Regions from separate parts of the Mus musculus genome. Here all the other regions are linked to region 6. The links are chromatin contacts, called in public promoter capture Hi-C maps. All regions are on one chromosome and are shown on one strand. The core of a region is the stretch at or near the end of the contact, and the rest is flanking DNA. Distances in the headings are between cores, read along the strand shown. Region 1 holds the start of Appl2 (adaptor protein, phosphotyrosine interaction, PH domain and leucine zipper containing 2). Region 2 holds the start of Chpt1 (choline phosphotransferase 1). Region 3 holds the start of Mybpc1 (myosin binding protein C, slow-type). Region 4 holds the start of Washc4 (WASH complex subunit 4). Region 5 holds the start of Gnptab (N-acetylglucosamine-1-phosphate transferase, alpha and beta subunits). Region 6 holds the start of Fbxo7 (F-box protein 7). Region 7 holds the start of Washc3 (WASH complex subunit 3).

Evidence for each region. Promoter capture Hi-C pulls out the DNA fragments that hold promoters and counts their contacts.
Region 1: a promoter capture Hi-C map of liver shows a contact between it and region 6, with 4 times the contacts expected there. The contact joins the promoter of Appl2 here to the promoter of Fbxo7 in region 6. A contact is called at or near these places in 2 of 39 promoter capture datasets (both in liver).
Region 2: a contact with region 6 is called in a promoter capture Hi-C map of pre-B cells, with 7 times the contacts expected there. The contact joins the promoter of Chpt1 here to the promoter of Fbxo7 in region 6. A contact is called at or near these places in 3 of 39 promoter capture datasets (hippocampal neurons, liver and pre-B cells) and 1 of 9 other capture datasets (liver).
Region 3: a contact with region 6 is called in a promoter capture Hi-C map of liver, with 4 times the contacts expected there. The contact joins the promoter of Mybpc1 here to the promoter of Fbxo7 in region 6. A contact is called at or near these places in 3 of 39 promoter capture datasets (hippocampal neurons and liver).
Region 4: a promoter capture Hi-C map of liver shows a contact between it and region 6, with 5 times the contacts expected there. The contact joins the promoter of Washc4 here to the promoter of Fbxo7 in region 6. A contact is called at or near these places in 5 of 39 promoter capture datasets (cranial neural crest, hippocampal neurons, liver and 1 more).
Region 5: a contact with region 6 is called in a promoter capture Hi-C map of pre-B cells, with 4 times the contacts expected there. The contact joins the promoter of Gnptab here to the promoter of Fbxo7 in region 6. A contact is called at or near these places in 4 of 39 promoter capture datasets (hippocampal neurons, liver and pre-B cells), 1 of 484 Hi-C or Micro-C datasets (pre-B cells), 1 of 115 datasets of contacts at active chromatin or transcription factors (astrocytes) and 1 of 9 other capture datasets (adipose tissue).
Region 7: a promoter capture Hi-C map of pre-B cells shows a contact between it and region 6, with 6 times the contacts expected there. The contact joins the promoter of Washc3 here to the promoter of Fbxo7 in region 6. A contact is called at or near these places in 5 of 39 promoter capture datasets (the C10 cell line, hippocampal neurons, liver and 1 more).

What each region holds. Positions count from the first base shown.
Region 1 is chr10:83,646,799-83,650,688 of GRCm38.p6, reverse strand. It overlaps Appl2 (adaptor protein, phosphotyrosine interaction, PH domain and leucine zipper containing 2), which reads left to right and starts at 2,025. Exons shown (of 21, transcript NM_145220.2): 1 at 2,025-2,161. The coding sequence starts at 2,108.
Region 2 is chr10:88,502,616-88,506,300 of GRCm38.p6, reverse strand. Chpt1 (choline phosphotransferase 1) reads left to right here and starts at 2,331. Exons shown (of 8, transcript NM_144807.3): 1 at 2,331-2,716. The coding sequence starts at 2,444.
Region 3 is chr10:88,602,724-88,606,599 of GRCm38.p6, reverse strand. Mybpc1 (myosin binding protein C, slow-type) reads left to right here and starts at 1,448. Exons shown (of 29, transcript NM_175418.5): 1 at 1,448-1,699. The coding sequence starts at 1,675.
Region 4 is chr10:83,542,633-83,546,253 of GRCm38.p6, reverse strand. Washc4 (WASH complex subunit 4) reads right to left here and starts at 2,313. Exons shown (of 33, transcript NM_001033375.2): 1 at 2,152-2,313. The coding sequence starts at 2,212.
Region 5 is chr10:88,376,693-88,380,679 of GRCm38.p6, reverse strand. Gnptab (N-acetylglucosamine-1-phosphate transferase, alpha and beta subunits) reads right to left here and starts at 1,412. Exons shown (of 21, transcript NM_001004164.3): 1 at 1,145-1,412. The coding sequence starts at 1,261. It overlaps Gm40733 (predicted gene, 40733), which reads left to right and starts at 1,616. Exons shown (of 5, transcript NR_168608.1): 1 at 1,616-1,665.
Region 6 is chr10:86,019,805-86,023,593 of GRCm38.p6, reverse strand. Fbxo7 (F-box protein 7) reads right to left here and starts at 1,665. Exons shown (of 9, transcript NM_153195.2): 1 at 1,450-1,665. The coding sequence starts at 1,571.
Region 7 is chr10:88,198,252-88,202,382 of GRCm38.p6, reverse strand. It overlaps Washc3 (WASH complex subunit 3), which reads right to left and starts at 1,286. Exons shown (of 7, transcript NM_026070.3): 1 at 1,091-1,286; 2 at 473-571. The coding sequence starts at 1,141.

The DNA.
Region 1 (3,890 bases), core at 776-3,275, 2.4 Mb after region 6:
GGAGCACTGATTTTTTTTTGGGGGGGGGGCGGTTCTCTGTGTAGCCCTGGCTGTCCTGGAACTCACTCTGTAGACCAGGCTGGCCTCGAACTCAGAAATCCACCAGCCTCTGCCTCCCGAGTGCTGGGATTAAAGGTGTGTGCCACCACAGCCAGCTTGGAGCACATATTTTTGTTACTGAACCGGGTGGTGTCTTAGTTACCTTTACTACTGTGGTGATAAAATGCCCGGCAAAGCAACTCAAGGGAGAACAGGTTTGTTTTGGTTTGCAGTTTTAGGGTATGGTCCATCATGGCAGGAACTTGAAGGGGCTGGTTGTACTGCATCGACAGGCAGGAAGCAGGAAGCGAAGGAATGCTGGTATTCACTCTCATCCTCTTCCATAGTCCAGGACTCAAGCCTAGGGAGTAGTGCCATCCACTTTTGGGGTACATCTTCCCACCTCTAGTAACTTAATTCCTCACAGGTATGTATGCCAGGGGCTAACTTAATCTGAATAATTCTTCACTGGTGACCCTGATCCTACAGATTTCACAACCAACACTAACTGCTCAGGTAGTTCCCATAAGACATAGAATTTGTGCAGTATCATACTCTCCTGGTAATTTTGGTGACACCTCATTGGACAAATAGTACTGATTTTATGTGTCAATCCATTGAAACTCGTGCCTTTAATATACGTCAAATTCCACTTCTGACCTTCTACACAACCTTTTCTTCTTTCTCCAGCCTACGCTGTAGGGTCCTGAGTAAAGTATCTCATTCTCCAGTGTCCCTTCTTCTCACTTTTAAATGACATCACAGAACTACATAATCTATCCTTTCTAACCCCGAAAATTTCATTATGAAATTCTCCATAACGAAAAACCTTAAAAAACCAGGAAGATGAGACCTAATTATATGGCCCCAAATCATTTAGCAGTGATCTGAATATCACGGAAAACACACACACACACACACACACACACACACACACACGCACGCACGCACACACACACACACACACACACACACGTAATGTCTGTGCTCTGAACTGTTTGAGTGTGGGCCTGTCCTGGTATTTAAAAAAAAAAAAAAGAGGCCAGAGGCTGGTAAGATGGTTCAATAGTTAAGGGCACTTATCTCCAAGCCTGAGACCTGAGTTTAATATCCAGAATCCCCATGGTTGGAAGGAGAAAAGTCTTTCACAGTTTGTCTTCTGAACTTCACACACTAAATATAATTTGTCTTGTTGTATTTTTAAATGGTGTGTGCATTTCCTATGGGAGATACGTGCACATGAGTGTGCCCATGCATGTCCCTACGGGAAATAAGGTGCATGCCACAGCCTCCTACCAGGTGCTGAGAAGCAAACTCACATCTTCTGCAATGTCCTTTACACCATCTCTCCTGCTCTACCCAAGCCCATCTTCTAACCCAAATTAAAAAATAAAATAAGAAGACGCCAAGGCTGGGGGTGTGGCTACTTTGGTAGAGGGTTTGCCTAACTTGAAGGAAGCCCTGGGTTTGATCCCCAGCACTGCACAAAACTCCAGTTTGGTAGTCGAAGTCTGTTATCCCATCACGCTCTGAAAGTGGAGGCAAGAGGATCAGAAATTTAGAATCATCCTCAGTTACACAGCGAGTTAGATGACAGCCTGACTCCCTACCCCCGCCCCCCCCCCCACACACCCCAAAAAGAGGCCAGAGAACAACTGCAAAATCTGTTCACTCTTATCTCCTCCCACACAGAGAGAGCAATCTGCAGAACCGCAAGAAGATAAAAGCCTATCGTCCCACCCGGAGATGCGCCATGAGCACGGGGGAGGGCAGCCTCGAGCACCGGGGAGGGCAGCCTCCAGCCGGAACCTCCCGGTGCTGCTGCGCTGGCCGGAGGGGCCCGAAGCCCCGGGATCGGACGGAAGCGTGGTCGCCACACTTCCGGTGTCCTGTCCCGGACTGTCTACATGTCCGGCGCCTGCCACACTTCCTGTTGATCCCGGCAGCGGGGGGCCGGGCTGAGGGGCGGGCCGCGGAGAGTGGGCAGGCGCGGGCTCCGAGCTAAGTCTCAAGTCCCCGAGCGCCGAGTGTCCCCTCCTCGCATCCCGCGCTCCCTCGCCGCCGCGCCATGCCCGCCGTGGACAAGCTCCTGCTGGAGGAGGCGCTGCAGGACAGCCCCCAGGTACCCCCGGGAAGGCTGGGAGGGAGCCGCGGTGCCCCACCGGCGCTCGGGGAGGTCGGGCAGTCGTTGTCCCACAGTAGTAGCTCCCTAGCAGGGTAACAAGGTTTTCAAGCAGTGTCTCGTGCAGAAGAAGGCGACAGCACTATCCACACAGACGCTGCTGGTACTAACGAGTCCACGAGACCTAATGAATGCAGGGGCCGGAATAGGAAGCACAGAAAACCTGGATCCATCGCCAAGTCGACCCAGGGAAGAGAAAATTCCAACATTTGCCCCATTTGTGCCACAGGGTGGTGGTGATGGGGCTTCATTAATATAGTGGAGATGTGAATCAAGCCCTTTGAGCTTGAGATAGTGCATAGTGACAGTAGTTCAGAAGTCACAGGACTTTCCCCAGGGATCTTCTATTCCCTTTCCTGGTATGGCATCCCTAGCTTATTTAAATAAATACCTTCATCCTCTAGTATCTCCGGTCCTGAAAAAACTAGAAAGGCTCAAGCTGTTCTTCACAGTCTCTCCTCTTCTTTCGGGTTTCTTCCTTGGCTCCCAAAGTAACTTGTACCTCCCAGATGGAAGTTTGATGAGTTTACCTACATTTCCCCCATCTCTCCCTTGCAGAATAAATCAAAAGGGCTATCGGTGTGTGCCTGTCTTAGGCTCAGTTCTGAATGATTGTCCCCATGTAGAGGAGCAAGGATATGTAAGCAAGCTGTGATAATTAGTATTCCCATTACTTGGGATTTTGTTTTTTGTTGTGTTTTGTTTTGATACAAGGTCTTACTATGTAGCCATAACTGGACTGAAAACTTGCCCTGTAGACCACGCTAGCCTTGAACTTACATCTTGGGTGCTGGGATTACAGATGTGTTGTTATGCTCAGCCTGTTTTGTTTGTTTGTTTGTTTGTTTTGTTTTTTAACTGATTCAACTTTTTAAACAGACTGGCATGTATTGTGCTAATTCTTCGCAGGCTTCCTTATACAGCTCTGGATGTCAGGTGTTTGCTTTGGACCCCAGCCTTTGTTGGAAAGCATTTCAGCCTTCCTCCCCTGTCGTTAGGATCTGAACATAAGCGTGTGGAAATCATAACCACCGTGGTTGTGAATAGGGCTTTCCATTTGCTTTGTACTTGGTGACACGGAAGGTCAAAGACAGACCGTTTCCCTAACCAGTCGTGATGGTGGCAGAGCCAGGCACACAGACATCGCACAGTCTGGAGTTTTGAGGCCTCTAATGGGTGCGCACCATTTCTGAATGGCATAAATGAGTCTGAGACCTGGGCTGCAGTTCTGCTTCTAATTGTCCGGTGTTCTCATCTGCAGAAACTCCACAGAAAACAAGGAACATGGGGCAGATGGTCTTGAAATCGGCGGAATAGTCTAAAATTATATCTCGTCTGTATGGTTTACAATTTTGAGCTTGTGTGTGTGGGGGGGGGGGCGGAAGATGTTTAGAGTCATTGTTACTCCTACCTGACATTCTTTTTAATTTTAAAAAATATTTTTGTCCACAGTAAAGGTTTATTCTTAGACAGTTGGCGTCCCTGCAAAGTGGTAAAGCCCTTACTTAATTCAGACAATTGTCTTGTTGCCTTTCTCGTAAGGAATATTTTTAAGTACTTTTTATTCTTCAATAATTTCCTATACTTATACAGCGTATTAATATCAGATCACCTCCCCATCTTCTCTTTCCAGACACCCCAAAACATGTTCCCCACCCATTTTCCTGTC
Region 2 (3,685 bases), core at 1,082-3,581, 2.5 Mb before region 6:
GGGTTCCCTGTTCCCCATCTCTGAGGAGCTAGGGACAGCTGAAGGCTTCAAGGAGAGGGAGAACCCACTTTGCTTTCTTTAAGGAGTCAGCTGACCAGGAGTCACCGGATCGAGTACTCGCCATGCTTCCTTCCACATGCAGGACAAATTCAATTCATAAACTGGACTTGATGGGTTACAAAAACCAATAATAATAAAGAGGATATGAAGACAGGGAGGTTAGGAGATAGGGGTGGGAGGAATTAGGGAGAGGAACAGGGATTAATATGATCAAAGTATATTGTATGAGATTTTCAAGGAATTAATAAAATAGTATCTTTTTTAAATGGTGTATAAAAATATCAGAACACATGCATGGCTCTCTAACATCCACTCCCTCACTTTTCAACAGTAGTAGAAATTAGTCGACCAGCCATTGGCCAGATAAGGGCTTCATTTAGCTCTCCTTGCAAATAGGTGTCACACTCACATGACAGGGTTCTGTCAGAAATGAGGAATGAAACTTTGGATCACAGCCTCAAAGCCAGGAAGTTCAGCCCCCCTGCCTCCCCCTCCTCCTAGTTGTTTGGGAATTGTGGTCACCTGTTTTGGGTCAGGACAAGAACAATACCCTGAAGGCAGCAGACAAGGAAATGGAAGAAACCAGTGTCTCTCACACACTGAGGGTTTGCAGCAGCTCTCAATGATCTACCCAGACACGATGCTTGGGCAAAACGAACTTCTGTCTCATTCAAGCCTTGTACTTGACCTAGAAGTAGCCTAAAGCAATCGTCGATACCTTCTGAGCATGCTGTATGCCCCTTTACAACAGCATGGCATTGGAAGAGGTCAAGTGTAATTGCTTGTAATCAGAGCTACTTAGGAGGCAGAGGCAATTAGTTCAAGGACAGTCTAGGCTGCGTAGCAGGATTCTGTCTCAAAATCAAAGCAAACAAAGGACTGAAGATAAAGCTTAGCAGGGCCCAGCAAGGTGCTTAGTTCAAAGTCCAGGAGCAAGATAAAGTACTAGGAATCTATAATGTAAGTGTTACCAATCCCCTGCCCCCCCCCCCCCCCCCCGCCTCTGACTGGAAAGTGCTGGGATAAAGGCCTGCAGTACCATCACCCAGCTATTTTATTTTATTTTATTTTATTTTATTTTATTTTATTTTATTTTATTTTTGGTAAGAGGCCAGGTAATGAATATTCAAGACTTTGTAAGTCATCTTGTGCTATACAACTCCTCACCTCTGTGGGAAGAAACACAGCTATAGTCACAGAACTGAGATTTAAATTATATCAATTCTAACATCATAAACTTTATTCTTTGTTTTTTTTCCCAGTAATTAAAAAATGTAAGACGCATACTTCTGTAGTGTGCTGTGAGAATGAGATGGAAGGCCTGTCTTTTGAGCCAAAAGTTGCTAACCGTTCCTCAAAATAGGTGAGGAAGAGTGTATCCCATGACCTCTGTTGCTTAATCCAAGAAAGCAGAAAGTAGTTTCCAGCTTGTCTGATGTGTTAGAAAGGTGCATACAGATCAGACCCACTACGTCTAGATCAAGTGGGCAGCCTATGTCTGGTTAGGCAATAGAACATGCTTATGACAGCCCCCAGTCCAAATGGGTGCATTGTGAAGTAAGGAGCTGGTGACCTTCCATTATGTGGCAATCGGCCTTCTCCACTGAAGAAACTGTGAAACTGGCTAAGAATTTTCTCTGCTCCAAGGAAGGAGTGTCAAGTGGTCTGAAAAAACAGGCATTTGAGTTTCAAACATTCAGTTTCCCTTTGACGACAATATTTCTAAGATCTGGGGGTTTTGTTTGTTTGTTTTAAAACCTTGCCGTCTGATCCCGCAGTGAGGGGTAACTAAGTTAATATGCGGAGGGGCCTTTGTATATTCCCATGGTGCTTGAGTACTTTCTGATCAGTACATACATGGTGACCACTCCAGGTTTCAGTAGGCGACATTTTCTTGACTAATAAGAGGCCGGGGCATAGACACACAAGTCAGAGTTGTTCCTACCACTCAGTAGAAAAAAACCAGCTCAACCAGGATCCAGGCTAGCCAAGCGTCGTCACGGAAACCTGAGCAAAGGCTGGAGAGGAGGGCGAACCCTTGAGCCCCAATAGAAAAGTCACAGCGGCAGGGCCAGAGCTGCCCTCGACCTGAGTCTGAAAGCGCAGGCTGCTTGACCCCTCCCGGGGCGTCCAGAGCCAAGCTCACTGAGGCCCCGCCCCGGTCCCGCCCCCAGCCTCGCCACCGCCCGCGAGCTCGCTGAGGCCCCACCCCCCCGTGGCCCGGCCTTGCCCCGCCCCCGAGGCCCGGCCCCGCCCCCGCGGCCCGCTGCTAAGTGAGTCCCACCGGCGGAGCTGGCCCGGGCGCTGTGCCCTCGCTCGGCTCTCTCCGCCCCCCGCGCGGGCCGCGGGCTGCGCCGGGTCGCGGCGGGCCCCGCAGGCAGCCATGGCGGCGGGCGCCGGGGCCAGGCCGGCGCCGCGCTGGGTAAAGGCGCTAGGTGAGCCGCTCAGTGCCGCGCAGCTGCGGCGGCTGGAGGAGCACCGCTACACCGCGGTGGGAGAGTCGCTGTTCGAGCCGCCGCTGCAGCTTTACTGGACCTGGCTGCTCCAATGGATCCCGCTCTGGATGGCCCCCAACACCATCACCCTCATCGGCCTCGCCATCAACCTGGTCACCACACTAGTGCTCATCTTCTACTGCCCTACAGTCACGGAGGAGGTAGGGCTGGCCGCCCGATGGTACTGTTCCCTGGAGCCCCCCTTGGGCCTCCTTCGGAGACGGCTCCACTATAGGCGTCAGTGGAGCGGGGAGACCCTGCGTAGCGGAGCATCCTCTAGGTCTCCCTCTAGGAGGGAGGTGCGGACGCGACCAGATTGCTGTCCCCTGGCAGTATTCATTTTCAGCCTCCCCGGGGCTCCTAGAGACTGTCGCACCACTACCCCAATCCTGTGACCATTCTGAGCTTCTCTGGGGGGCAGGGGCGCTGTCAAGGTCACTTACTGCCCCAGCCCTGTCTGCCAATCTCATCCCTGGGGCCATGGGACCACCAGCCCATATTTCGCACACTGGAGATTAAATACCTACATCTCCATGCTAGCAGGACTTGTGGATGGGTTAGGTAAGGCCAAGTGCCCTTTAGCACTTTATAATTCTGTTTCTCAAAGGTGGTGCCTAGCGATCCTGAAATTACTGGTAGCACTGATCGAAGATAAGTTATTTCTGGATAAGATAAGAAACTTCCTCGTTGCTTCCTTGGCTTTTTCATGAAAAACAAACAGGATGTAGGTGACAGTCTTTACAATTATCTAGACTTTGAGATTATAAATACCAACATATTTTATTAGTTGTAATTATATCCAACCTAAGTCTAAAGTAAGAATATTAACATGGGCTTTAGACAGTGGTGGTCAGAAGTGGTTCATTGGGCTGAGTATAGAGAGCATAAAAACAAGGGAGAGTGTCTTGAAACACTATATAGGATAACATTGCAGATTCCATGGCATTACTTTCTTTACGCTCCCTCTGTAATTACGTGTAAATATAGATCGTGCACAAACTCGAGAGTCGAGGTTGGATACCAGGAATACAATAGAAATAGCTCATGTTCTGCATCCATGCAAACACTTCTTTTTAAGGGCTTAGTGGAGCCTGCCCTTTAAAACATCTTGCCTGCCAACAACTGTGTTT
Region 3 (3,876 bases), core at 199-2,698, 2.6 Mb before region 6:
CCTGACTTTAGATTCTAGATTCTTTAACTCTTTTAATGTATTAACTGACATCCCCATGGTAGACACAGGTAGGCTCTTTGTCCTTCTTTCAAGCCAGGTCTAACGTGATATTCAGAATATACTGTTCTGTGGTTGACATTAACCCATTGTCATCTAAGAGCAAAGAGTCTGTTTGAAAGGCGAATGGCGTGTTCAGTAGAACAAGAGAAGGCTTTCTTAACAGGGGGGTATTCGTTGAAAGTGCTGTCCAGCCTGCCTCTCTGACTTCCCGCATAGCTAACTCATGATGCTATTGAGAGCTAGAGTTCCCATCCGTATATGAAAACCTAGCTTGGCACGGTGCTTGGTAGAACTAAGTCTGCCCAGCTGTGCTCTCAGTCACAGGGGAAATTAACCGAGACAATGTGGCTGGTTCGGGACATTCTGTTAAAAACACATGTGGTCTCATTAGTTCCTCTAGGTTTCAGGCTAAGTGACCAAGTCTGATACCTTCTGTGACTGTCTTGGATTATATTTTTGGGCCCATTTGCCATCTTAATAATCACTGTTCTGTTTACTCATGGTGTTCTGGGGAAGCCATTTGTCACCGTGAATCAAAACATTGTCTGGTCTATCTGACTTTCTTTACTTATGTTGCACATGTACAGTTTAGTGGTGTGTGTGTGTGTGTGTGTGTGTGTGTGTGTGTGTGTGTGTGTGTGTGTATTTCACAAAGCTATGAAACCATTCCCACACTCCAATTCCAGAACACCTTCATCATTGCCAGGAAAAGCTTTGCATTCATGTGCCTTCAGTTCTAATTCTACTTCCCCTAGCCTGTGACAATCACTTAAGTTATTTGCCAATGTTATATGTTTACCTAGGCAGGATATTTCATGAAAGTATGGTTGGATAACTTGACTGTATAACCTATATTTTATTGCTGGTTTCTCTCAAGTTCTATTCACATTGTGGCATATCTGTTTGTTCCATTCTTGTTTATATGCTTGTAATTTTAAAAAGAATATCTGTCTCTTGAAAATGTTGCAAGAGCAATGTATCCTAAAATAGACAGCTTTGCTATTCTTAGTAGAGAGAATGAAACAAAATATTTAACTGACTAGTTAACATTGGTGTAGAAATACAATAAAAATTTTTAATCTCATTAACTAAGAAATAAGGAAAATGAACAAATAATGTGGGCATAAAAATGATCTTCTTAATATACCTTAAAAAAAGTTTTAATAAAAATTAAGAGAGAAGCCAGGCTCATGTAGTATGATTTTCATCTATTTATTTCATCGCCCAGAAAACTCCGTGCACTGCTGAGTCGGCACACGCTTCTGTGGAACAGGCAGAGAACAGGAAAGAGCACGAGGCACAGCTGAATTTAGAAAGTTAGAGATGCTCGCATCTGCCACACGAGACGGACAGGAGAGTCCTTCCAGCAGGCGGGAGAGCGGAGCGCAGACAACAGATGTGAGAAAGGTCCCAGAGCTGTCAGGTTTCAGCATCCTTGTGCCGAAGTAGGGAGGCGCCAACATGATTGATGGTCGGAGCCTGTATAAAACCGGTCCACCTCTAAGCAGCTGCTTGTCACACTGACCCACACCATCTCTCTGCTGCCCTTGGGGTTTCTGTCAACCGCTGCTAGAAAGGAGAAAACCTTTTGGAGAGTAATCTTTTGTTGTGGTCATGCCAGAACCCACTAAGAAAGAGGGTAAGAACACCTATAAATATTCTTCTTATGGTCTCTAATATTTATTTTAGTATTTATTTTTAAACAGTTGTCTGATTGTTTTTTAAAAAAAGACTATAAAACAGTAGAATTACTGGGGTACAAAGATTTTAAAAAATGGGTGTGAAAAGACCAGAAGACTATATAATTAACTGAGAAATATCTGAAAAAGTTTATAAAGTTATATTGATTCCAATGATTAAATGGAAAATGTATTATTCAATTTCAAAAGGTCCTTAAAATGCTTACATGAAAGATGTTAACTGCTCACGGTAAGAAGGCTGCATTTTCAAGCTGTTTTTTTTTTAACTTTGTTTCTCTAAATTTCCACCTTGTGTTTGCAGTGTGCAGTGCTTGGAACATCGGATGTTTTTTCAAGCACTTTATAAATTTGGTCAAGTTTTCAAATAATAAGAATCTGTGATATTATTTGTAGTTTTTCTTCTTTTTCACAGAAAGGCATTTGAAATATACAAATAAGAATTCTTCTTTGATTGTCCTTTGGGAGCCCAGCTTTGAAATTTCTTGCTGGGAAAGAAATTTTTTCTGAATATGAGTGGTAGGTTGCACCTCTCCTGAGTTTTGCGGCATACAATCTTAAAATATGTAGCCTTTAAGAAAATAACTAAGAATAAAAACGAAAGACAATTAAAGAGTAGTCTTCATTAGAAGAAAAACTTCTCCTTTCTATAAAAAGATCAGTATTTTAAAATTTCTGGTTAGTAATGGAATTAAATTAGTGTTAGAGGTTATGAAAATAATGAAAATGTACATTCTCATTAATACATTAACTTCTAGTGGAAACATCTTTTATAACTATTACCTCATACTCTGGTTTCCCTTGGGATGACATAAATCTTTCACCCCTTACTAAAGACTGCAGAGGAGAGGAATACCTTTGAGTCTTGAGCCAAGTTTTTGATGAGCCAAGTTTTTGACAAGCCAAGTTTTTGATGTTTTGCTTCTTTGGAACTAATACAAAAATGCAAATATTTGAATCAAATCCGTTTCACTTGGGCTTTTTGAATCTTTTTTTTTTTTTTATTTCTCCTCTGTAAATAAAAGCATACTTGCACACACACAGACACACGTACACAGGCTTAGAGGTGAACATAAAAAACAATATTTAGACTTTTCATTTTTAATCTTGAAAAGTGTTTGTTGCCGTTATTGTGAAGAACTTTGCAAGAGATGCCACATGTTAAAGCTGAAGTTGAGCTACTAACCGAGTTCTGAAAAGGCTTTTAAGTATTTTTTCTTTATGTAATTAGGTAGTCAGTGCTGACAGGTTGGGGTGATCAGTTACAGGTTGGCCCTATTTAGTGGCAGGGAGCATTGATGGATGAAGTCTTTCTCCCAAAATAACCACACCAAATGCATGCATTAATATGGGAACTTAATCCCAACTCCGGGGGGAAATGTGTGTGTGTGTGTGTGTGTGTGTGTGTGTGTGTGTGTCCAACCCCTGCGAAAGTGTCTTCTTTGTAATGCAAATGATTTACATGAGTATTAAATGTCCCTTTTATCTGATGGGTCACTTGACCTGCCTCTTCAAGGCTTACTTGGATGAAACGCCTTTTATGGTTCCTAACTGAAAACAGAAGATTATTTTAAAACGGTCTGAACGGCATCTGTTGTTTGAAATCCCAACTGAAAACAACAAGAAAGCTCGAAGATTAATAAGTCAGGTGCTAGGCTGCGGAACCAATAAAGCAAATTCAATTATTCTGCCTGCTGGATGAAAGGGTTGGTTTGTGTTTGCTTTGACGACTTGATCCAAATCTATTCTGCATTTAGAAAGAATGAGATTAGAGAGCTTAGAAAGAAGATATAATTTTTTTGTACTCATATATATTTTATACATTTAAAATATAAATGCCCATGAAGACTAAAGTCTCCACAAGTTTCTTTTGCTGTCAAACTATGTTTTATAGTCTGTGTAGGGGCCCCTCCACCCAGGACAGTAATCTTATACCCATAGATTCTTTGCTTAGTTTAAATTTGGCTGGTGGGAAGTGGCATCCCCCAAAGCATCACTGATATTTTTAAAAGCCATCAAGGAAGTACAGCGATGTCCTTTTAAAATTCCCTTACCAGCAGAAATGATTGTTAAAGGAGCTGCATCTTTAGTTTGTCTTCATAAGAATGTCGCCTTTAAG
Region 4 (3,621 bases), core at 1,064-3,563, 2.5 Mb after region 6:
GCTGGCTGAGGGAGGATGGGGAGAGGGCTTGCCTACTAAGAGCTCTAGCTGCTCTTCCAGAGGACAGGGGTTTGGTACCCAGCACCCATGTGGCAGTTAACTCTAGATCCACGGGATCCAACACCACCTTCAGGCCTCTGTAGACTCTGTGCACACATGTAAAATAAAACAATATTTAAAAAAAAAAAAGATAGCTGGGATTTACAGAATTTACATATTAATAGGTAACTTTAAGTTTAGAACCACCAGAAATAGCTGGATTTTCATATGCCTATTCAGTGAAATTATAAAGTATTTCATCTTATACCTAAGAATTATTACTTATTCCAAAAATTCAATTCCAATTCATTTCTTTTACTGATGTGTATAACTTTACTCAATCTTTGTCTTCTAAAAAAAAAATGCTTTTTCCTTCAAATTTGAAGTTTGGAGCTGTCATGAAATAAACTATGTTCTGACTCACACTGCATGAAATATAGACTAGACATCTGTCCTTTATTTTGAACTGAGTTTGTGAATCAGGGGCATCAATTCAGTTCACTAAGACGCCTGTCTCATTACAGCACTCACTTAGATAATTTTGGAAAACAATTAGTCTAGATATGATTCACAGCCCCAAAATTAATGAAAGCCAGGCACAGAGAGACCTCTTACCTACTGCTAACAACCCCGTGTTAATGTCTTACTCTATTACATGGGAAATGACCAAAGCATCCTTTGACCAGCAAATGGGTTCTTAAAGACTGTACTTGAAAGACATGCTAAGAGATCACCTGGTTAGACCTGGGTAAACGACAGCAACACTAAATTCCTTGCCAGTAAGATAACAAGTAGCTATGAACTCATAAAAGTTCTTAAAGTACAAGAAGAGACTAAGAACCAGTGGCCCTCTGTGCATAACATACTCCCCCTCCCAACAAACTGCATTTCTTGTAGTTTTCCTACTACTTTTTAAAGTTAGTAAACAACATTATGAGTTTCACCATGGCATTTTCATACATACATGGTTTTTATATTGTGTCCTCACCCACGTCCTGTTTCCACTCCTTTCCCCAGTCCTGAGCATCTAAAAAACTGATTATGTCTAAATAACTGATCATTCATTCCACTTAAAGCTGAAACCCAGTATACCTTCATTCCAACTTTGGTTAGATTAAACTAAAGTAGGGACCTCAGCGCACAATGGGGGGGGGGGGGGGGAGGAGAAGGGGTGGTTACTATCCTTCCATCTAGATTTTTCTTTATGCTGACTAAGACCAATATCTTAAGATCTGCCCAGCACCCTGAACATAGTTCAACTAGATGTAAAGGCAAAACACAGTTACATAGGAATCTGTACATGGTCTAGTATCTCTGTAAAATAATTCATAATGCAGCTGTACTTTATTTTTAAAGGCATTCCTACTTTTGGGAAAGGTATGCATTTAAAAATTTCTTGGGCAACTCGCCCCAATATATCTTCTATCACACAGAAAAAACAAACAAACAAACAAACAAACAAATCAACCTCCAGAGTGTCTCTAATTAGTTTGGGTTGTCCATTTATGCTGAAACAAACTATGAGGCTTTTGGGGTTGGAAGTGATTTTAAACATAAACTTGGACTTGACGTCATGAGGCAACTGCGAAGCAGATCTGATTTTTTAAAAAGTTAAAATAGATTTAAAAACCTTTTCAGCTATTTAAAAATCAATAAAGGGCCGAGAAGGAATAAGATATTCCTATGTTGGTTGATTTTTTTTTTAAGGCCAGAAAGAGCTGTTTTTAGCTGTCTCTGTGGTTCTAAGAACGTGAATCCAAACTTCAAAAGTTGGCTTGAGAAGCAAAGAAAAACAGGAAACCGAAACGGGAACCCAGACTCTTCTAGAACTGAAGGCTGAGCATCTGGGGCAAACCCTGGGACGGGATGGACAACCCGGGAGGATGGCCTCGCGCGGGGCTCCCCAGCGATGGCACCGCTGGCCCGTCACCGATTCCGGGAGGGACGCAGGGTGCGAGTGCACGGCCAGACGCGACCACACGGTCACGCAGAGCGCCCCAGTCCCACCCAGCGGGAGGGTCCCGAGAGGGCGGCTGCGCAGCGCGGCGCCGCACCGCGCCGCCCTCCGTCCGCAGCGCCGCCCGGCCCGCCTCGCCCGATGCCGGGGCTTACTCTGAGAGCCGTCGTCCACGCGGTCGAAGTCCCAGTCGGGCGACAGAGTGTCCACGGCCATCGCCGCGGAACCTCCCACAGACACAGCCCCGAGCAGCCACAGCCGCGACGCGGGCCTCACCCCAGCCGCTGTCACGGCACGTGACTTCCGGCTTCGGCCCCGCCCCCGCACGCCAGAGCCAGTGGACTCTCGGCCCTGCGGACCGCGGGAGCCGCTGGGAAAGCGAGTCGACCGCCTGCTCCCGGCGCGGCCGCCATAGTGATGGCTGCCGTTGGCATCCTGCATCCTTTCCTGGTCTCGCTGCCGTTCACGACTGTTCTCAGGGCACATTCCGTTCCTCGAGGCTCTTTTTTTTTTATATCCTAGGGGATTACTCCCTCAGTCTAACCTGGAAAGAATGGAAATAACCGGGTGGGGCCCAACGCAAGACCCGGTCCTTCACCTGGACACTGCCCGAGCCCTTGGACCAAGATGCCTGTCTCACCAGCTCCCTTTCTGTCTTTACCCTCGCGATTCCTTGATCCCCTTGCACTTCCTGTGCAGATTATTTGTTGAGAAAAGACCTGTGTGTGTAAAAAAGTAATGACTTTAAGAACGCCACCAAGCAATCTCACTACTGGGTTTGCTTTACATAGATCACTATTCTTTCTTTCCTTGCTTTTAAGAAGGTGGGGTGGGAACTGTGTTACCCTGAGTTCTACATCTATCCTAACGTTTACACAAAACGCTTTCTATCAGGGCAGTTTTTAGTATGTACTTCTACGAAGCAGTCTAAATAGCATCAAAAAAAAAATCATAATGTAAAATTTAAGACATCCATACTCTGAACTCCTAGAAAGCTACAAAATGAAATAGGTCTCAAATGGCATTAAAGAAAAAAAAGAAAAAAAAAAAAAGGAGAGGAGTCGATTTTAGAACAATGCATATTTGCTGTAACATCTACAATCGACGTAAACGTTTATTTATGCTCATGTGTTTGCAAATGCATAGGAAGAATTCAAATCTCATTAAAGAAGACTGGATTACTTGAAAACGGGTAGGTGCTCATTAATACAAAGTGGCTCTTAAATTTTTCTTGTGTCTATTAGCTGAGTCTTTTTCAAGCAGAGTTTTAAAGTTATTTGCATTATATAAAGTACCACAAATCAATATAGAATGTTCTCTTGAAGAGCATGTTCTGAGATGCTAAGGTTTGGGCTTGGTTTTATTTTGAGACAAGATCTCATTATCGTAGCTGAGAGTCCCTGCTGCTCCTGGGCCTGTGACAAGGCTATGGAGGGAAACCTCTACAGATCTGAGCCACAAATGAACATCTTTACTTTGTAAAGTGCTTTCCTAAGTGCTGGGAATACAGGCATGTGTCACCATGCCTGGCATTGCAAAGAAATTAGAAAATGCTTTTTTTTTCTAACAAAAGTGTTTGTTACAGTGACAGCTGACAAACACATGTGGACTTAGTGTGTCTCTGG
Region 5 (3,987 bases), core at 163-2,662, 2.4 Mb before region 6:
AACTCTTTGAAAGCGCATGTTTTCTTCCTGTCTCCAGGGGCAGTGTTCTGTTGAATGGCACACTTGTGCCCATTCATTTCTGACCTGCTCATACCCCTTTGCACACTTAAGATGGCGAAGACTGTACTAGACTACCCAAGAATCAAATAACTGAAATTTAAACTGAAGAGTAATGGCAGTCCCCAGAACGTTCAAGGTATGTCTCCAAAGGAGCATAAAATTCATTTAACCTGGCTGCTCACACCTCCCAAACCGGTTGTCTGTGCTCTTTGAAGAGTTTACAGTCTAATCAAACTGCTTCACTGCACATCAATTAAACGCAGTTCTCAGTCCAAGAAGGACCAGCGACTTGATCTAAAAAGTATTAGCATAGCCCATGACGCAAGGGTGGGTCTGTGCTGGCTCTCAAGAGGTCCGGGGCTGGAGTCCAAGATCCGCAGGCAGTCCTAGTCACCTGACAAGGGCCCTACTCTGAGATAAGCACTTGGTGCTTCCCATCAGCGTGTGCATTCTCACTAGTAAGGCCTCCAACCCGCTGGCATGCAGCTGTACAAAACAGCAGAGCCATTATGAAAAAGGAAAAAAGTTAATTTAAAAAAATCTCCCTTTCACTCTGCAAAATTCACATGCAAAACGGCGCAAAATTCACATGCAAAACGGCGCAAAATTCACATGCAAAGCCGCGCATGCCTCTAAGACAAAGTCTGCGATCCAGAAGAAACAGAAGATAAGGTGTTTTGTCAACGGTGAAGGACTAGTAGGGTGGCACCGCAGGACTGGATCCTACGGAGAGCCAGGGAATGAAGGATCACTACAGAAAAATACAAACCCTAGGAGAGAGTTTCACCAGCGCAAGGCCTTAGAGCCAAAATCAAATGGCCAGAGGACTCTTGGGGACACCCTGCAGAAGGAAGGGGATCCATGCGCACGCTGAAGCACGCGAGGCCCGGACGTCCAGTCCAGCTGCTGCAGGCGAGCCGGGGAGAGGATGCACGCTCAGCGCCTGGGACTAGTGGGCCGTGTGCTGGTCCCCAGGCTGCAGGGAAGATGGGGAGGCAGAAGGGAGATTCGGGGTGCCGGCACCGCGGGGCTCAATCGGGGAATGCTGCGCACGCGGCTCCGGGGCTCGGGCTCCGCTACTCACCTCTCCGAACTGGAAAGCCGAGACGATGGTGACAACGACGCCCACGAAGCAGACGTAGAGCCCATACCTGTGGGATAGGCAGGTATAGGTCTGTCTCTGCAGGAGCTTAAGCAGCATCACCCCGGCCCCGCCACCCCACGCCAGGAGGAGCCCGCGCCGCGCCACCGCCTCAGCGAGCCGCCATTCAGGGGCCCCCGGACGCGCCGCCGCGCTTAGCTCACAGCCCCCGGCTGCCGCACATTGTCGCTCCGGCGACCGACGGCCCGCTGGGCTCCACGCCGCGGCCGCCGCTTCCGGGAGCCCGGAGCCCACGCCCTCGGCGCGGCGGAGGCGGACCCAGGGCCCGCAAGGCGCCCGGCGCCACCCGGGGTTGGCCTCGGAGAGGCGGCGGCGAGTCGCCAGCGCCACCTAGAGGGCGGAGGGGCAAGGGCAGGCGCGCGCCCTCCCATCTGCGCGTGCGCCGTGGGCCCTGCCCTTTGGGCCCTCTGCCTTCTGCACGGTGGGACCCACCCAACCAACAGGTAAGCGACCCGGGCTGTCCCCTGCAGTGTGCCAATGGGCAATCCTGATGAACCAAAAAAACACAGCTCCTGCCTCAAGTTTATCTTCGAAAGAAAATTTGAAAGATCGTGGCTAGGGAATGCATATTCGGCTTGTCCCAAATGACATAATCTACTCTAGACGTTCGTACACGAGGTTTAATTGGTTTTGGAAAAACAAAAGTCACTAATCGGGCATTTATCAAAAAAAATTTTTTGAGGTCACAGGTAGGCTGATTGTGGCAAAGCAGGGAAAACTAACGGATTTAGTTACTATCTGAAGCCTTAGCTTTTGATAGGTAATCAATCTGCTTATAAGTTTGTGTATGCAGGGGAACTCGCACGCGTGCGCGTGTGTGTGAGTGCGTGTGCGTGTGCGTGTGTGTGTGTGTGTGTGTGTGTGTGTGTGTGTGTGAGTGTATGGTGAGGGTCACTTGTTTCTGTCCTTCCATGCTGCGGGTTCAAGGAACTGAAGTCAGGCTTGGCATCACCTTAACCTGCTGAGCCATTTCAGAAACCCTTTCAAATACAACTGGGTAGTATAGCTATTGAATTGGCATTGTTAATTATAAAAAATTTTAAAAAGGAACTGGAGTGTTATAGAGAACTAACTAAGTTTTCGGGTCAAATTCACTTGGAGAATTGTTTGGGCCTACCTGGGTCTTTTTGTGTGGGGGTGGGGTGGGAGTGGGGAATTACCCTCATTACACGGCATACTCTCAAATGCAGTGTCTACCACAGTGCATACCTGTTGAGCACTTGGGACGTTGAGGCAAGAAGGTTATGAGTTCAAAGCCAACCTGGTCTTGGTAGTGAGACCTTGTCAATAAACAAAAGAAAATTAAAATGAAACCCCTCACTTTCCTACTTTGTTTCATTCGTCTAGTCCTCAACTTATCCTCTTTCTTCTGAAGCTTTCGTTGGTTTTGTTGGTTGGTTTGGGAATTATTAGGTTTTGTTTTGCTTGGTGGGGGGAGGGTGGGAAGGGGAGGGGACAGGAGTGGGGGAAGCTGGGACAGAACGGTGTGGAGGATTTTGAAACAGTGTCTCAAGAAGCCCCGGCTGGGTTCTAACTCCCAATGTAGCCAGGCAAGCCTTGAACTCTTCCCTCCCTCCCTTCCACCTGGGATTACAGGGCGGCACTACCCACCTCTTTTATCAGGCGTTCCAGTTGAATGCTTTGTGCCCTTTATCTTTGTAATCTCCATTAGTCTTATTCTTGGTTTGTCCTGATGTTCTTGACTGTGTTTCTCAAACTTGATACTTAGTTTATTCCCTCCTCCCCCCAGTATGTTTTCTAGTGCCAAGTTGACAGAACCCTGGGCCTGCTGCCTTTTTTCTTTTTTGGTTTTTTGAGACAGGATTTCTCTGTATAGCCCTGGAACTCACTCTGTAGACCAGGCTAGCCTCGAACTCAGAAATTCGCCTGCCTCTGCCTCCCAAGTGCTGGGATTAAAGGCATGTACCATCACGCCCGGCTGCTGCCTTGTTTCTTATAAACCTCAAAAGTTCAGATTTCCCACTAAGCACCGATTTTTATTGCCTCCCATTGAGATGCTTCTCACTGAGAGTGGAGGGAGGTGTTGAAGCTTCAGGTGTCAGGTTGGGGGCACCCTGTGTCTGTGTCTCCAACGGGAAGGATGGGGAAAGAGGTCAGCAAACCACGCCAAGATGGCAAGGACGTACTAAGACTGTTTTCTGGGGCTGGAGAGATGGCTCAGTGGTTAAGAGCACTGACCTCTCTACCAGAGGTTCTGAATTCAATTCCCAACAACCACATGGAAATTCACAACCATCTTTAATGGGATCTGATACACTCTTCTGGTGTGTGTCTGAAGACAGCTATAGTGTACTCATATAAATAAAATAAATAAATCAGAGAGAGAGAGAGAGAGAGAGAGAGAGAGAGAGATCTCCACGTAGATCACTGCGTCCATTTTCACATATTTGCACATGCGGCTGGAGAAATATGAAGCAAAAGCCACGCACTAGATTCCCAAGGAAGCAACAGCCTGTTCCTGCAATATGCCTCTACTGCCCCCTACTGGCCAATCTTAATATCACACCCACGGCAAAAGCGATGACTCTTAACACAGGGCTGGTTTTCAGAGGTACAAATTTGGAGCTGAACGTCATCAACCGACTCCTGGCACAACACTGAAGGCCGTTCTGTTCTATTCACTCAGAACTTGCTTCAACCAACAGTACCGCGTTTTCCCTCTACTCTCATGCCGTAATCAACACAAAAGCCTCGTGAGCTCAAAATAAGCATAGTAGCAGACCCCAAGCGTTCAGTGCCGAACA
Region 6 (3,789 bases), core at 416-2,915:
TCACATGAACACATTTTAAAGCTTCTCTTCTGTTCCCTAAATGAACAAAATTTCAGAGAAATGAGTTTACTTTCACAAGCTGAGGCTTAAATTCCATCCACCTAACCAACTGCAACTGTGAAAACAGCATGCAAGAGAAACAGAGCTCTTGGGTTTCCAACCCTTTCAAAACTGCCCTGCTTAACTGAGAAGTAAGACTACTTGTAAATACCTTAAAAATTGAATTCTCAAAGTGTGAGGAGAGATAACTGTTATCAACATTGAAAACACTTGGTTTTACACCAATAAGTAACATGTGGGTAGGTCACCATTATATGGAAATATATATTATATATAATACAGCAACATATTTTCTTTTAATATGAAAAAATGCTCTTTTTTTAATGGTTTGGCTAACATTATTATCTTATTAGACAGGGTCTCACAATGTAACACTGGCTGGTCTGGAACTTGCTATGTAGACCAGGCTGACCTTGAACCCTGCCTCTTCCTCCAGAGCGCTAGAATAAAGGTGTAGCTCAGGCTCACTTAATGGGGGGATGGGAGCAGGGAGGAAGGGTGAAAAAATCTATTCAGGGTCTCACTTTGCTTAACTCCCTACAAATAAAGTGAAAAGGCTTATTTAAAATGCCAATTAATGGGAAACGTTTTTCTTTGAAAATTTTTCCCTTTAGAAGCCCCAGAGCCCATCTTTTTAATTTTTTTTTTCTTCACTAGTTCAAATTTCTAGCTCAGCACTTGAAGTGGGTCGTCCATACAGTTATCTCTCTATGTCCTGAAACTATCTTCTGCAGAAACACAGACGCTTCATCTGCAAAAATTAGTAATAGAACCCCATAAATTAGTAATAGAACCTAATCCTTTTTCAACTTGCCATGAAACTGTAAGCTCTCTAGGGTCATGCCTCTATTCGTGAAAAAAAAGCAACATTCTCACCCAGAGAATGCCCGCTGACAGGCGTACTTCCTGAACCCTTACAGTGAGAAAGTGAGAAAGTTACAGTTAGGTGCAGTCTGCCACTTGCACGCTCAGCTGTTTTTAAAGTTACTGTAGCCTTGGGCAGTGGCACAAATTACAGTGACCTAAGGTGTCAAGACTTTTGTCACCTTGAGCACGATGCTTTTCCGATTTAACCACTGAACTATCCCAACCGCAGAGGTAAACTCAAGTTAACACCGGGAGATTTAACGCAAGCCAAGCTTCCCGAGTTCCCTTCCCGCCCTCGGGGCCGCAGCGACCGAAACCCCGGAAGTGACTACTCACCGGGGAGGACAGCGGCACCCGGGGGAGGCTGGGCCATGGTCTCTCGGAGCCGGACCCCGGCCAGCACCCAGCTGCCGAGCGTCACAGTCACAGGCGCCCAGTGCAGCTACACCCGGGAGGCCCGGGCCTCACGTGACCGCTCGAAGCGCGCCATCCCCCGAGCCCCACGACAGCGACGCGGCTCACCTGAACCCCAACGTGGGCAGCAGGACCTGGCTGAGGTGCGCGCGCAGCTGCCCGAGCGTTGGCTCCGACTCCGGCACCTCGAGCGGCTGGGTCCGCTTCTGAAGCCGCACGCGCAGCTTCATGGCGAGAGTCGGACCGCAAGCTTCGGTCGGCCCCGGGAAGAAACCGAAAGCAAGGAGCTCCGGGCCTGCGCTCCCGAGGAATCCCCAGCGCTCGCCGCTCGGTCGACTACGCCCCCTAGAGCCTTCCGCTCGAGCGGAGGGCCGAGCGCCTGCGCTTCCCTATCGCTGGCTCGGCGCGCGACATCGCCACCTGGAGGCGAGGCGCGCACGGCGCAGGCGCTGGGTTTGCTTGGGCGCACTTGAGTCTCTACGCTTCTGCTTCTGCTTCTGCTGGGGTGAGCGAGTTTGTTCCTTCCCTCCCAGCAAGCAGGATCTTTAGCTCTGGAAGGAATGCTGCCAACAGTGTGGAGACATGACAGACGGCCCTAACCTGATGTCACTGGTTTCCGTGCCCAGAAATGAACTGCTCTATCCCTGTCATTAGAGTGCTCAGACCTGCCTGAGAAATAATGTACACAGGTCCCCTGTGATGACTAAAGAAAGTTAATGTGGAGCCAGGGATCCCTTAAGGGCTGTTGGATGCCTGGGAGGTACTAGAGACCTGCAGGTGAGATAAGAATAGGATAATGGCTGTGAGGATAGTAACTGCTGCCTTTGCTTCTTTAAAACTCACTATCGCTATGGGAAAGGGATGAAATGATCTTTTAATTACTATATAGCGGGAAGGTGAGAAACAACTGAGGAAAGTAAAACAGTTTTCCTGCCCAGCTTGTATTTCGTGGTAAGTTGTAATATACACCTTTCTGATGTCCAATTTAAAACCCCATCTTATCCTTAGTCCCCCTTCCCTATGGAATGCTGTTTGGGCTCTAAAGCTGCCTTCCTTCTGCTAGCAGTAAGCATAAACTCATTTTAATATAAATTTGAATTGAGCCTAAGTCTTTGGTTTCTCCCAATGGATTTGAAGGCCACAACAGTATAGCTCTTCACTTCTCACGATAAATCTTGATAAACCAGACTGCCTCCATCTCAGGCGTAAAAGCCATCTTATAGTAAAGACAAACTAGGTTTCTCAAGGATTGGGCTATGTCCCACCTGTAACCTTAGCTACAAATGGCTCTGTACTGCCCCATGCCTTTATTTTAAAAGGTTATTATGGTGACCCTGTTGTAACCACCTTGCAACCATGTCTTTGTTTCAAGAGGCTGTTATGACCAACTTGGTATGCTTATGTTCTGCTTCGGTAATACATGCCTATTTGCCTGCCAAATCCTCATCTGGAAACCCCCTACTCCTGAACTATTACAATCTTACCTTACCTATGTCCAGCCCATGTATACATACCAAGAAAAGCTTGATTAATTAATTTGGCCATGATGGTTTGGGGTTGATGGTCTTTCTCCTCGAATCTGTGGGACTGATTTTTTTTTTTCCTGTGGGATTAACAGCATTTACTTCCTTTCTTCCTTGGCGCTGCCCTTAGGAACTTGAAGCTGAAGCCAACTCCTTTAGCCCCTTCATGTTACCACAAAATTTAAAGCAGCTTTTAGTTGTTACACAGTGTCTTAGTAAAATCTTTTGCTGCATATCAATTGTCCTCCAAAGCTTACTAACCCACATCAATAAACATTTGTCGACCCACAAATTCTGTAGATTGGGAACTTGGGTACAGGGTGGTTAGGTAATTCTGTCTCAGGGTCTCTTGCCAGAGCTGCCTGAAGACTTGACTACACATATCATCAAACGATTGGCCCCAGTTTTTCACAGATTTTTTTTTTCCAGAAATCTACTTGAATGTCCACATAACATGATAATTGGATTCCCTGAGAGTAAGCGACCCAAGCATTACCAAGACAGAAACTGTGAAGTCTTTTACAACATAGCCTCAGAAGTTACATATTTATTTCCATCTTTTTTTTTTTGCTACAAGCCAACATTTTAGTATAAGAATATCAAACCAAAAGCATGAATACTGATAAATAAATCAGATTGGTTTGAGACTGGTTGTAATAGAAAACCAATCTTTATGAAAGAGGATATTCTTGAGCTGGGCAAAAAGTTTGAGACACATTCTAGAATACATGAGAAGCCACTGGAAAGTTGTGAGGGGGTCTCCAATATCACGGTCTTTAGTTCTAAACAGTGGAAATTGACTCTGGGCAACTACCCAGGAAGGGGTGAATTAAAGGGATGATATATGGCCCAGCAGATTCTAGGAAGGACTGGAGAAAACTTATAACCACACTGAAGACGTGTCCTGATTAGGAATATATCAAAG
Region 7 (4,131 bases), core at 37-2,536, 2.2 Mb before region 6:
CTTAATTATCACTTCATGATGTATCCAGTTATTTGCAGAAAAGTATTTTTTGAAACATGTATCTCTAGGCTGCCTCCATGAATCCTTTTTGGCACAAAGGATGGAAAGCAATTCGATATAAACTCGAACATACATTTAAAATGTAATCTCTAGAATAGGAAGATGAAACAAAACCTTTCAAATAAAAAAAAAATTCCACTGTGAAATTCTGGAATTCCCTTTGTTATAATTACAACAAACTTGGCTGAGCTATCTCATGGAAGCTTCTAGAATACTAATTCAGTTGAGACAGCGCACAGGACTTATGGGGACAGAATCAGAGATGCTAAGGCCTTAAGACATTTGAATTTCATGGCAAAGTGAACACACGAAGGCTGTAATTCTTGTTTGACTTCATTTGACTACATTTGTCACCACGAAAGACGGAAGGCGACTTCTCGGCCGCTCCATGAAGTAGTAGCCCGGGACCTACCTCCTCACAAACTGCGGAAAACCGGTTGAGAAACTGCACAGTGTGCACCACAAACTGGTTTAGAAAGGCCACGGTTCTTTTCTGTTGAATAGCTGGCACCTGTGTCATGTAAAAAAGCAAACACGATTCTTACAGGAGAAACACACTCTCTGCAATCCTTTGGATATCTGGATTTCATAGAGGGGGATGGATGGTCTTTGCCCTGGGACATGTGGTTCACGAAGGGCTAAGAAGAGTCGCTGATTTGTTTTTCTGAATCTTGTGTGAGTCAAACACACACACACACACACACACACACACACACACACACACACACACACGAGCAGCTAGAGAGTCGAATAAGAGGTGAAGTGTCAGAGGTGGTACTATCTCCAGACTGTCAACCTCGGGCGTAGAGACACGTGATGTGGGGAGCAAAGGCTGCGTGGCACACCAATTCTTTTCTTAGCCCAGGAGGGACCCCTTTCAAAGTGGACTGCAGGGCTCCCCCCATTGCCCAGAGTAGGAAAACAGGGGCCCGGATTGGGCCTGGAGAGGTGGCGTCTCCCTGGGAACCAGGGCCCCTTGGCCAAGCCTCCTTCCCTGTTTGTCGGACGCTCAAGTCGGTCTTTTACAAACCTTGGTCAGGTCTATGCCTGACCCCATGAGAGGAAGCCCATCCTCATCCATCTCCTCAGCGGATGGGGACCCCGGGGCTCAGGCACAAGCTCCTCCCAGCCCAGTAGAGAGCCCAGACTCCTTTCCCAAGTTCCTGCCTTCGGGGCCTTTCCGGAAGAAAGCGCGAGTGTTCACCATTCAATGGGTGGCTTCAGAGAGGCCGCCCCGCCCCCTCGCTCTCGCTCAGCATTCTGGGATTGGTAGTTCATGATTCCGATTGTAAAATTGGGCCGGGGAAAAGCTGCTGATGAGCAGGTTTCACAGTTGCTGTTTTAGCTGTAAAATCTGAAAAAATCTGAAAAAGAAAAGGGGGTGGGTGGGTGGGAGTGGTGGAGTGAGGGAAAGAGACGGAGAGAGAAATAGAGAAAGAGAAACAGAAAGAGACAGATTCAGACAGACAGAAACAGGGAGACAGACGCAGGGTTGGGATGAGGTCAGACTGGGAAAGTTAGAAGCTGAGCTGTATCCGTTTTGAGATTTTAATTGCTTAGTCCTGTTACAAAACAAACAAACAAAAAAAAGATCCATAATTCACTGAAGAGCACTTCTCTTTTTGTGTAATCCTACTAAGTGCCAGATACTCTGTTAGCCCTTGTGAAGTCTAGAGAAGTCTGTCAGAACTTGTCTTCAGCCCTGGCAAGCCTCATGCACTGGAGATCCGTTTCTAAGGGTGTTTGTTTGTTTGTTTTGACATAACATAATTTCAAGCAACAACTGAGACACACAGCTGTGAAAGTGACTGCACTTACGTCATGTAAACGATCTTACACCTACAGTATGAAGATTTTGGTTCAGAGTTTGGCTGCACATTTTACCAGCGATGTGAGTTAGGGCAGGTCACCTAAGCAAAAGTAAACCTTTTTATTGTACCAAAACAAGTACTGAAGAAGTGACAGGATCTCCTCTGCTACACTAGTCAAAGGGAGGACATGCAGAATTTTGATGTGCAAAAGTTAGATGGACGTGCAAACAAACTCCTGTGAAAGTTGTGGCATTGCAAATTAGCATGTACAAACACTTGTAGATCCACGAGTACATGCACACCACATGCAAAGTGTGCGGTTCTGTGGATAATAGGAGCTTCTAAGTTGTACAAGAAGAGGAAGCCGACTTTAGTATCTACTTAACATTAAGAGCAGTTAAGATGACAATCTGGAATAAACCTTTGTCCAAACAAAGGTACAGAGACATGAGGGCATATGGCGTTTAAGGCAAAGGAAAGATTGTTTGGTGGTGTAAGTAGAAATGCCCAGAAGTGGAGAATAATGAAACAAGGCAGAAGTAGACACAAAAGCTGACGAAGGGCCTTTTATGGCAGAAGAAGAGTCATGTTTTTCTGAATGGGATTCGTGAGCTTCTGTTTGGGAGTGCTTCTTAAAACGCCCACTCCAGGGCCGGGCGTGGTGGCGCACGCCTTTAATCCCAGCACTTGGGAGGCAGAGACAGGTGGATTTCTGAGTTCGAGGCCAGGCTGGTCTACAAAGTGAATTCCAGGACAGCCAGGGCTATACAGAGAAACCCTGTCTCAAAAAACAAAAAAACAAAAAAAAAACAAAAACAAAAAAACAAACAAACAAACAAACAAACAAAAAATGCCCACTCCAGAGGTTAGCCTTAGACAAGCCAAATCAGGATCTCTTTTGGATAAACGTGAATACTTGCATTCTAAAATGCCACTCCCTGGAAAGCTGTGTGGCTAGCATAGCCACCTTCTTCATTGATTGTTTCTAGGCCTTCATTGTGTTACCTGCAGCAATGCTTTTACTGTCAGGGTCTATGGGACTTCACTGACCAAAAGCTCTAAAAGAGGTAATCCATTCCTAGTTCTAGGCTTTTTGTTAGCCTGCAGTATCTAGCAGGGGCATTGTTGCCATGAAATAGGGCAGTTCCATTAAAATTATATATGCACATTGTATTACTCAGGGTTCTCTAGAGCCACAGTCTCTACATACCACCACTCCTGAATCTGGGACTTGCTTTGTCCCAGGCTGACCTTGAACTCAGAGATCTTCTTGCCTTAGTCTCCTAGGATTCATAGCCACTCTGCCTCAAGATCTCCATGCCAAGATCCAAGTCAGAAATTTGTATCTCCCAGCCTCAAGATCTGGGTCACAGGTGAGCCTTCCGATTCCAGATGGTAGTTCATTCCAGATATAGTCAAGTTGGCAACCAGGAATAGCCATTATAATCCACCCCTTGTCACTTGACATAAATAATATCTCATGTCCCCATGAAACAATAACAAGATCACGAATATGCATAACATAATATAACTATTCCTTGTAAAATTGCAAACGCATTTGTAAATTTACAATGGGGAAATGTCCCTTGGGAACGTTATTTTAGTATCTCAACGTAAATATCAATTGATATTAAATAAATTGGAAGAAAGCACAAATAACTACACAAATATGTTCTTAACAGAATAAAACAGAAGAATTCATATTACTTTATAATCCTTGTTTCTGCAACTGGTTATGTGGCCTTAGATGGTATTTATAACTACCTTTCTTTACTACCCATTCTGTATTTCCTTTACCCTCGGCAAGGACCTCAGCAGGTCTTGGCTCTTTTCTTGGAGGAGTGACCCATACCTTCATTTCTGATGGGTCTGTGTCCTTTGTCATCCAGCTTGGATTAGGCTGTTTTTGTTTGCCATTGACTTTAGTCACAGGACATGGTAGAACTAAGAGAAAACCTATGGGATCTCCTGCACTCCAGACATAATCCCTCTTACCTCCATTGTGGAGAGGTGATCCAATTTCTCCAAGGTAATCTGGATCTATCACCCCTCCTAACACTGTTATTCCTTTCTTAGCCTGTTGGGCATTAGAAGCCCAAAATGACCAGTGGAAAGTCCCAGCTCCCAGTTCAATGTAATGTTTGCTGTGGCTCCTGGTACAAAGCACTCCCCACTCCGAAACAAAAATTTTTAGGCCAGCAGAACACAGAGTTGTGGGGACAGGAAGCAAAAATTTTCCTAGAGGGTCACTAGGAGTGAT